Linked DNA regions of Mus musculus: region 1 is linked to region 2. The links are chromatin contacts, called in public HiChIP or PLAC-seq maps. All regions are on one chromosome and are shown on one strand. Each heading gives the region's core, a stretch centred on a gene start, on an enhancer-like site or on the middle of the called end of the contact. The rest is flanking DNA. Distances are from core to core; before and after follow the strand shown.

Evidence for each region. HiChIP or PLAC-seq counts read pairs in DNA pulled down with a chosen protein or histone mark.
Region 1: a contact with region 2 is called in an H3K4me3 HiChIP or PLAC-seq map of bone marrow-derived macrophages, with 4 times the contacts expected there. The contact joins two enhancer-like sites. A contact is called at or near these places in 1 of 484 Hi-C or Micro-C datasets (cardiomyocytes) and 1 of 115 datasets of contacts at active chromatin or transcription factors (bone marrow-derived macrophages).

The regions. Positions count from the first base shown.
Region 1 is chr8:35,705,614-35,710,393 of GRCm38.p6, reverse strand. 1700015I17Rik (a long non-coding RNA gene) reads left to right here. Exons shown (of 3, transcript XR_378890.3): 3 at 1,297-2,403. Among named protein-coding and RNA genes, the nearest start is that of 1700015I17Rik, 12 kb to the left of the region's middle. Within about 2 kb of position 3,288, at least 47 of the 459 cell types and tissues checked have an H3K27ac peak or open chromatin away from gene starts, as enhancers often do. A contact at or near this core is called in bone marrow-derived macrophages, where this site is marked.
Region 2 is chr8:35,393,040-35,397,411 of GRCm38.p6, reverse strand. No RefSeq gene overlaps it. Among named protein-coding and RNA genes, the nearest start is that of Gm45301, 14 kb to the left of the region's middle. Within about 2 kb of position 3,106, at least 43 of the 459 cell types and tissues checked have an H3K27ac peak or open chromatin away from gene starts, as enhancers often do. A contact at or near this core is called in bone marrow-derived macrophages, where this site is marked.

The sequences.
Region 1 (4,780 bases), core at 2,039-4,538, 310 kb before region 2:
ATATAGATTAATTGTATGAAACTATTAGAGTGCTTGATAAAGTCTAAGGGATAATAAATAAACAACTCCACCATCTGGGAAAAGCTATAATTAGTAATTTATATTTATTGTCTTCATTTCTATGCTCATAGAGGTTTTCTTTTTAATAAAGCCAGAATGGTACTCTATGAATCATGGCACCTTTGTTTTTAATTTAACATAATTACAGCTATAAAAGCAGTTAGCTACGTCTTTAAACATTCTTGGCAGGCACAATATTTTATTCATTCTTTCAGGTATAAGCAAAGTGTATTGGTTTCTAGTTCATTTCCTACCGTACAGTACTGTAGTGCATGTACTATATACAAACTTTATGCTTACTTGGGGTTGTCCTCTCAAGCATGTCCATGGGTAGATGTTATGGGTCAATGAGAAGAACATACAAGCCTTTGGTGACAGTTTACTGAATTACTTTAGAGATCTATTCTTTGTTAGCTTCTTGGCCTTCTCACTGAGATCAAATGTAGAACTGGTCTCTGGATCATTTTTAGTTCTCTAACCTCCCAAATGATATGAGTGAAACTCACCATCTATCTTTCAACAGATCTTGTTTCCCTTTTACTTCTGACCTCATTAAACATAGGTCATGTCTCACATGGCCGTCATTAGAACCTGCCACAGATCCTATTCTGGGCTCTCAAGCTACCATTCCCCTTCCTTTCCCTATACTTCCTCCCCCTCCTCCTCCTCCCCTCCTCCTCCTCCCCCTCCTCCTCCTCCTTGCATTCCTTCTCCTCCTTGCATTCCTCCTCCTCTTGGTCCTCCTCATCCTCCACTTCTTCCACCTCTTCCTCCTTCTCTACTTCCTCCTCCCCCTTTTCCTCCTCCTCTTTCTTCTTGCCCCCTTGCTCTTCTCTACTAGGTTTTTGGGGCTAACTTTTTCTTCTAATGGTTTTATTTCCTTACCATGGGTTACTTTTTTCTCCCTTTTAATGAAACCACACGCATAGATCTTATGAAACACAGCTTTGCAGAACTGGCTTCCATAGTTGTATCTCATATTTAAAATGTCCATGTCCTCATCACTATTGTGTTAGAAACCCAATGTTTTGGCATTTGTAACAGAAAGCCACCCAAGTTTGGCACAGATGCCCCACAAAGCTGGATAGGCAACTTCATGTGGGCCTGGCCCTGTCCGAACTTTGCATACAGGGCTGTTCTTTTATTTCTCAATAGATGGAGTCATGCTTCCTGTCATGATAATGGCACCTAAGATCTGCCTACCATGCTGGTTTCTGCTGTCATTTCTCTTTACAGCTGCTTCAGGACCCTCCAGCCACACTCACTCCAGGTTCTGCGACTCTGTGATTCTATTCTGGAATCTCCACAGCTTTCCTATCCTTTCCTTCTGACCAAATTCTACATTCACTTTGAGGTCAGCCGGTGCGCATCACAAACCCTTGCCAACTCTTCTGCTTAGAGCAAGTCACTCTCATCAGCAGCACCCGCAGCACCCTGCCTCAGCAGATGCTTCCAAATGTGTCCCCTTCTGAGCCAGAGAGCTCAGTCGATAAGGCCTCAGAAGAGTTCCTGACACTCTGAGGGAACCACACCAAGCCTTTCAAGTGTTCTCCTGGGCTTCATCTTCTGTCTACATCACCCAGCCAAGATACCAGCCTGCCACTGAGCTCAGCAGATGTCCGTGGTATGAATGGATTCCGAGCAGACGGCACAAAAATGAAGAAGATGGGAGAATGGTTGGGAGCCACCCTCTAATAGAGGATTACATTTAAATACATTAAAGATGGGAGCTGTCGTATGGGTTAGCATAGCAACAATGACCTTATCATTTCCAAGCCGACAGTACAGATGGATGTTCTCATTGTCTTAAAAATAGGTCCACGATGATACCGCAGGATTGATGGATGGAAGTGCATGATTGACAATTGAAACTGGGATTGTGGCTATATTCAACCCAGGAAACTGGGGAATCTTGGGAAGGAATATTTAAAATCCAGACTCCCAAGTGCCTGTAAACCAATTAAACAATAGCAAGATGAGCTTTGCTAGGATAAGGGAGACCCTGGGTGACATTTCCAAGCCAAGCCTGGGCATAGCTGTTTTTCCACCCTGAGCAGCTGAGGTGCTTGCTCACGGTAGGGGGGGCAAAGAAAAAAACCGCTCATGTGTCACTCAACTGCCCTCTGGCCCCACGTGTGGGAATTTCTTTTAAAGATCTTAGTATGGGGGGACGATAGAATGAAAAGAGTCCGATTATCTACGGCAAGCCTAATTATAGCTTCAAGGGCGAGTACGCCAGGAAGGGTCACGTGACACGTTCCATCCGCGAGCACTGGAGAGCAGCTGCGAACAGGAGCAGTTTCCAATGACAGCCACCAGGTGGCAGAACAGAACGCAAACCTCTCTGCCTTAGAGGTCAGCCCTCATTTGCCCTTAGGTGAGCAGTTTTGTGACCTTAGAAGACTCAGTAGTGACTCCACTGAGACTGTGATTCAAGGCCTCCGTTTCACCCGTGACTTAATTTACATTCAAAACAAACAAACTTCCAGTAGAATGAACTACCTTTGAAGGATGGGACCTTGAGAGCTAATTGTTTAATTTCCAGAAATGTAACCTTTTAATTAGAATTAGAGTATACCAATTACACTTCCATAACGCATAATTAGTCAACTTACATTTAAATTAAGAAAATTGTCATCCTCTGTCCTAGTCTGTCATCAATGGGAGGAGAGGCCCTTGGTCCTGTGAAGGCTCTATGCCCCAGTATAGGGGAATGCCTGGACCAGGAAGTGGGAGTGGGTAGGTTGGGGAGTAGGGGGTGGGGGAAGGGGATAGGGGATTTTCGGAGGGGAAACTAGGAAAGGGGATAACATTTGAAGTGTAAATAAAAGAAATATCTAATTAAAAAAAAAGAAAAAATTGTTCTCTATCTTTTACTTTGTTACTTCCTGTGGTCTTGAGTCTGTGCTGTTTGTGGGGCTTGTGTGAGAAAAATACTGCGCAATGAGGTGCTAGCGCATGTCTCTTCTCAGGTTGGGAACTTGAATTTGGCCATGGGAAGCAATGCAACCTTGTGCTACAAATGTTCTCCTTTGTGGCTGGCTCTTAACCATTCTCTGACCACTAATGCATGAGCTATGAGGGAGATGACCAGATAAGCTTCAGTGGGGGACAGACAAGAGTAATAAGCCTTTAAATTTGTTTCAATAATAATTCAGACACAGCAAAACACATCAATAGAGAGCCAGACTGTAGTGAACATTCAGAATTTGGGTCTGTGTCCTGCTGTTCATGAGTCACACACTTCCGGCCACTGGTTCCTCATGCCCATTCCTCCTTCTGCCGAAAGGATATATTGGAACCTAATTTATATAGTTACTTCAAAGACTAAGAGAATTCATGCCCTGAAGTTGCGCCTTGACTGGCTGTATCTGCCAGCTAATTTTTTTGCTGGATTGGTTTTGTTTTGATCTTACAAGATAGGGTTTCTCTGTGAAGCCCTGGTTACCCTGGAACTCACTCTGTAGACCAGGCCGGCCTCAGAGATCTGCCTGTTTCTGCCTCCCAAGTGCTGGGATTAAAGGTGTACACTGCCATGCCCATCCAGCAAGCCAGCTCTTCTTACTACTAAAGAAGGTGGATAACATTAAAGCCACAAGATGCACATGGCGGAGATGAATGTGAGTCAATCTGAAGACTGTACATCAATTTACAATCTTATTCGATTTTTACATTTAATTTTGTATTATGATTTACCTTCATTTTCTGGGGATAAATAAAGATAAAACAGTATCGGATTCATTGTTTGGTACTGACAGAATAATAGATTTTACTATCACACCTTGCTTTTTCAATATCTGGAGAGTGTATTTAGAATTCTCAGGGTTTAGAGGCTTCTATCCTAGTTCCTAAAATGTTTGGTAAATATCAGACATTCTGTCAGGCTCTGTCCAAATGTACACAATTAACACGGTGACAATTCTTAAGGTCCCTGAGGCATGGGGGTTGTTCAGAAAATGGGTTCCTGTAACCTCACAGTCTTGACTTGTCAAACGAGGGCTCAGAGATATGTCTCAGCATAGAATAGGCCAGCCTTCAAAAAGAAATTCAAGAAATGGCCCCTCACAGAAGCAGGAAGAAAGAAAGGAAAAGGGCAGAGAGTCTCTCGTGGGACTCGTCAAACAAGGTCAAACAGAAAGTGCCTTTGAGTCACAAAAAGCCTGTCAAATTAGGTGTGGGTTATGATTGATGCAAAATTCAAAATGCCTGCTGAAAAGCAAGTTCTAGAAAACCTGGGGAAAGTTAGGCTGGGATTGTGGCTCTGTGGTTAGGGCACGGCAAACATGAACGCTGCATTTGCACCCTAGAGCCATATAAACCAGATGTGGCGGTATGACCTGCGATCTCAGATCTCAAGAAGATCAGAAGTTCAAGGATGTTCTAGTGCATTACAGGCCAGCCTGGGTTATACAAGAAACTGGTGAGAGACAGGATCCTGTGTTAAGTAATATTCTGTCTTGAGACCAAAAGAAATATCAGCCTGCCTCTAATCTCATTTCTGAATGGCAGTAGGCATTAGAAAGCTTAGAGATAACTTTGCCGGCAATGGCCAACCCACCTCACCACCCCACCGTTCAAGCTCAGAATGAAGTAATCTCACTCCAACTGCCACGCAGAGCTGACTCATTGGTCCCAATGGCCCCATGAGGCCAGTGCCACATGGCTGGTTTCTTTTATCTCTACCCAACACTGACTGCACAAGTGCCCTTCTAGTGTAGTT
Region 2 (4,372 bases), core at 1,857-4,356:
GGACATCTCCCATTAAAAGGAGCCACTCCTACCTTATAGAATGTCTCAACTAAAAATAAATCAACATTTATTTGTTTAAACTCATTTTATTCATTTTTTGAGAACTTCATACATCCATACATTATATTTTAATCAGAGTCACCCGTGTCCCGCCCCCTTAACTCTTACATCTACCCTCCATTTCACCCATTCCCTCCCAACTTTTAAGTTCTTTTTCGACAGCTCACTGGGTTCACTTTGTGTTGTCCATATATTCACGTGCACAAGGCCACCCATGCGAGAGGGAGCGTGGTTGCTCTGCTCTATCAGAGGCCACAACCTGGGATCATATATTTAAAATATAAAAATAAAAAGCTTTTTAAAAAAAACACTCTATGTGTATGAGTGTATCGCCTGCGGGTATGTCTGCATCACTTGCATGCCTGGTGCCCAGAGAAGCCAGGAGAGATCATGGGATCCCGTGAAAATGGAGTTACAGTTGTGAGTGGCCATGTAGGTGCTGGGAATTAAACTCAGGACCTCTGGAAGATCTGCCAGTGCTTTTAAGTGCTGAGTCATCATCCTAGTGCTGAGTCATCATCTCAGTCCCCCAAACTAGAAAACTATTACAAGAAACCAGAAGAAAATCTTTAGAATCTAGGTGTAGGCAAAGAGTCCTTAGACTGGTATTAAATGCACAGACACACACAAATGAGAATGGCGTTACTTATAAACCTTCAGCTCTGAGAAAGTCCTCTCATGATGGAGGGTGAAGAGAAGGCACAAACTGTGGGCAAAGAGATTGAAATAACATATCTAACAAAGGGCTAGTACCTATAATATATAAAGAACTCTCGGGCTGGAGAGATGGCTCAGTGGTTAAGAGCACTGACTGCTCTTCGGAAGGTCCTGAGTTCAAATCCCAGCAACCACATGGTGGTGGCTCACAACCATCCGTCATGAGATCTGATGCCCTTTTCTGGTGTGTCTGAAGACAGCTACAGTGTACTTAGATATAATAATAAATAAATCTTTTTTTTAAAAAAGAATTAAAAAAAGAACTCTCCACAGTCGACAGTGACAGAAAAACACGGCAAGCAAACAAAAAATGGGCAAAAGATATGAGAAAACATTTTACCAGACAAGTGGTACAGATGGAGAATTAGCCCATGGGAAGATGTTTAGCATAATTTTCCAATCACAACACGTGTGTCAGAGTTACTGCAATAGAACCTAGTCACGGTGTCAGACAAGGATGCAGAGAGGTAGAATACATTATTGATGGCATTATAAAAAGATGGAGTCCACCCGAAAAAAGATTGGCAGTTTCTTAAAAGTAAACATGGATTACCATGTGACCCAGAAATTTTACTTTTGAGCACTTGTCCTACAGGAAAAAAAATTTAGAAAGTATATTTGCATAAAGATCTGCATACGGATGTCTGTAAGCTTTATTTATAATAGCATCAACCTGGAAGCAAACGAAACACTCTTCCATATATTAATGGATAAGCTACAGTGCATATGGTGGGATGGTCCCAGCAAGGACAGCTTCTGATACATGGAGTCAGTGTGGAGAATCTATAGGACCACAGACCAAGTCCCACGAGCTATACATTGTGTGATGGTGTTTATATCACATCCTTGAAGTGAGAAAGAAGCATTGCGCTACTGGTGGCTTTCAGGAGTTAAGGACCACTGTAGGAGATGGATGTGAGGGGGAGGGGGAGTGAAGGGGAAGTGAGGGAGGCTGAAGACCTACAGATGTTTGCAGTGAGAATACTTTCTATCTACCTGGGTTAATGGCACCATCTTGGTTATGACTTTGCGTGACGGTTCTGGCAGCTATTGCTGGCAGCAAATGTAAGAATGTGGCACATAAGTGGAATCTCTCTCCATCATTCCTTCCAGCTGCGTGTGAACCAACAATGCGTGCACAGTAATGGTTTCATTTCTAAAACTGAAATGCCAACTATCCCCAGCTGAGTCTCATGTACAAAACAGTGTGAAGTGTGCATAATCTGGGAGGGGGGGGGGAATTAAAATAACCATTGGTGGATTCTAAATAGTTTCTTTTCTTGATACAGCATAGCCTTTTCTGTCTATACGCATCAAAGCACCCAGAATTTTATTTTTATGTAATGTTATTAGTATGATACAGAAACTGCCTTGCCAAGCAATTTAATTTGTGAATGTAAAATGAAAGCCACATACATACAGCTAGAAGATGTTCAACCGTGATTCTGTGAAATATTCTTAAGAAAGGAGATGATAATATTCCTTGCTATTACAGTCGAAACATAACCAGAGTGTGTTTGCATGGTACAGAGTCAGTCAGCTTTCTCCTGCAGAGGTTTTGCTCAATTCGCTTTTGTCTGCTTTTTTAGGACACTCTTCAGCTGCATTCCTGAGCCCAGGGAGCAGCGGGAGGGTGTCCCACTAACTGCATTGAGGAGCCCATGGAGCAGGAGTGGGGCCATTCTTACGTTCTAAGGAGGGGGTTCCCACACTTGTGTTTCTAGAACACAAAAAGCTTGGGAAGAGCCTTCGGGAGGGGAATGTGTGCCACTTTGTCTCCTGTGATGCCCGTGTCAGGCAATGTGTCTCCTTTTTGTGGTACCAGAGATTGAACCCGGCATTCTTCCTTTGAGCTTCAGTCCCTTCTCCCAAAGTGTGGCAGGCAGTTCCTTTTCTGGTTTGCTCATTTTTGTTTGTGTGTGTATCTCTGTGCTTTTTATGGCTTTTTTTTTCCTGCTGTTGTTGCTGTTTGTATAATTTTGCCTGCTAGTTTTTCTAAAGAGAAGGAAGATGAGAGTGGGGTGTGTGGGGAGCAGGTGAGAGGATCTGGAAGGAGTTGGGTGAGGGGAAAGCATGATCAAAAAATGTGTTTCATGGAAAAGATTTTTTTTTGATAAAAATAAATAAATAAATAATTGGTTTAAGAAAGTATTCCGTTGCTACATGCAATCGGAAGAGTATCAGGTATTCTGGGTTGTGTTCTCTGCTGGTCAGCACTGAGGTTACAATGGGTGGTGCAGCATGTCTGTATTCTCTGTCTGGGGAAATGGGCTCTGCCAGAGCTCAGCAGTTCCAGTGCTTTGGTCACTTTCTCTTGCCCCAGCCACTGTCAGCACAGCACAGTCACTTTCATCATCGTTGTGCTGGTGAGGAGGGACAGAGAACTTCCTGAGTAGAGAGCCTTTGAGGAAATGATGCCATTCCAGTGCAGAGAAGCAACTGGTGCCGGGAGTCTTTGCTCGAAAATGTTTCCTTTGCTTTTTGTATCAAAGTGTCTTTTCTCCTCTCCTTTTCCCTTTCCTCCCTCTCCTTCCCTCCCCTCCTCTTCCTCTCTTCCTCTCCCCCTCCTCCTTTCCCCATCTTTCCCCCTCTCCCCTCTTCTCTCTTTTTCTCTCTCCTCTCTTACTCTCTCCTCCCTTTCTTCTCTCTCCTCCCTCCTCTCACTCTCTCATAAACAAATATAAGTTATGATGGCTCAATGCAGTAGGTCATAGATGGTTGAAGAAAAGACCCTGCAGGATTCCCATTAATATGGGTATGCTGCAAATGTGCAGAGCTGGTTTCTAAAGTTGATGCAAAGGCCTTTGGGTTGGTATGTCAGCATGGGGGTCAATAACTAAGTGACCAATGGTGATTGGTAATTTATTAAAAATTAGAGTACGATGGGATTTTAAGGGATAGTGCAATGGAATGCAAGGGATGAGCATCAGAAGGGGGCGGGACCAACTAGAGGAAGGAAGTGCTGGTTAGACTTTGTCAGCTTGACGCAAACAAAAATGACCTGGGAAGAGGAAGCCTCAGCTGAAGAATCGCCAACCGTCAGGTTGGCCCGTGGGTGTGTCTGTGGGGCCATTTTTTAATTTAATGATTGTTGTGAGAGGACTCAGCCTTCTGTGGGCACTGCTACCTTGGGACAGGTGCCTCTGGGTTCTATAAGAAAGCAAGCTGAGCAACCCAAAGGCAGCAGTGTTACACCATAGTTCCTAACTGCACCCGTGCCTGAGTCCTTGTCCTAGTCTCCCTCAGTTATAGCTAGTGATTGAGACGAGTATACCAAATGAACCCTGTCCTCCACCAGCTGCTTTGAGTGACTGTCTATCACGACAGCAGGAAGAAAAGTTGGACAGAAGAGAATGAACTGAAAGATGGGCGGGAGTTTGGGAAGGTCAGTGGGGGGAAAGAAGAAATGAGAGTAAAGTCTAATGACAAACATGGATGAAGATGCCACAATAAACCTATGGATTTTTATGCCAGCTTAAAATTAATAAAATAATTTCTAATAAAATGGTATTTATTAATAAGATCAGAAAAAAAATCTTATCATGTCTAAAAAAGACCAAGCTGTCTGACCAAGGCAAATGAATCGGGGGCTCTG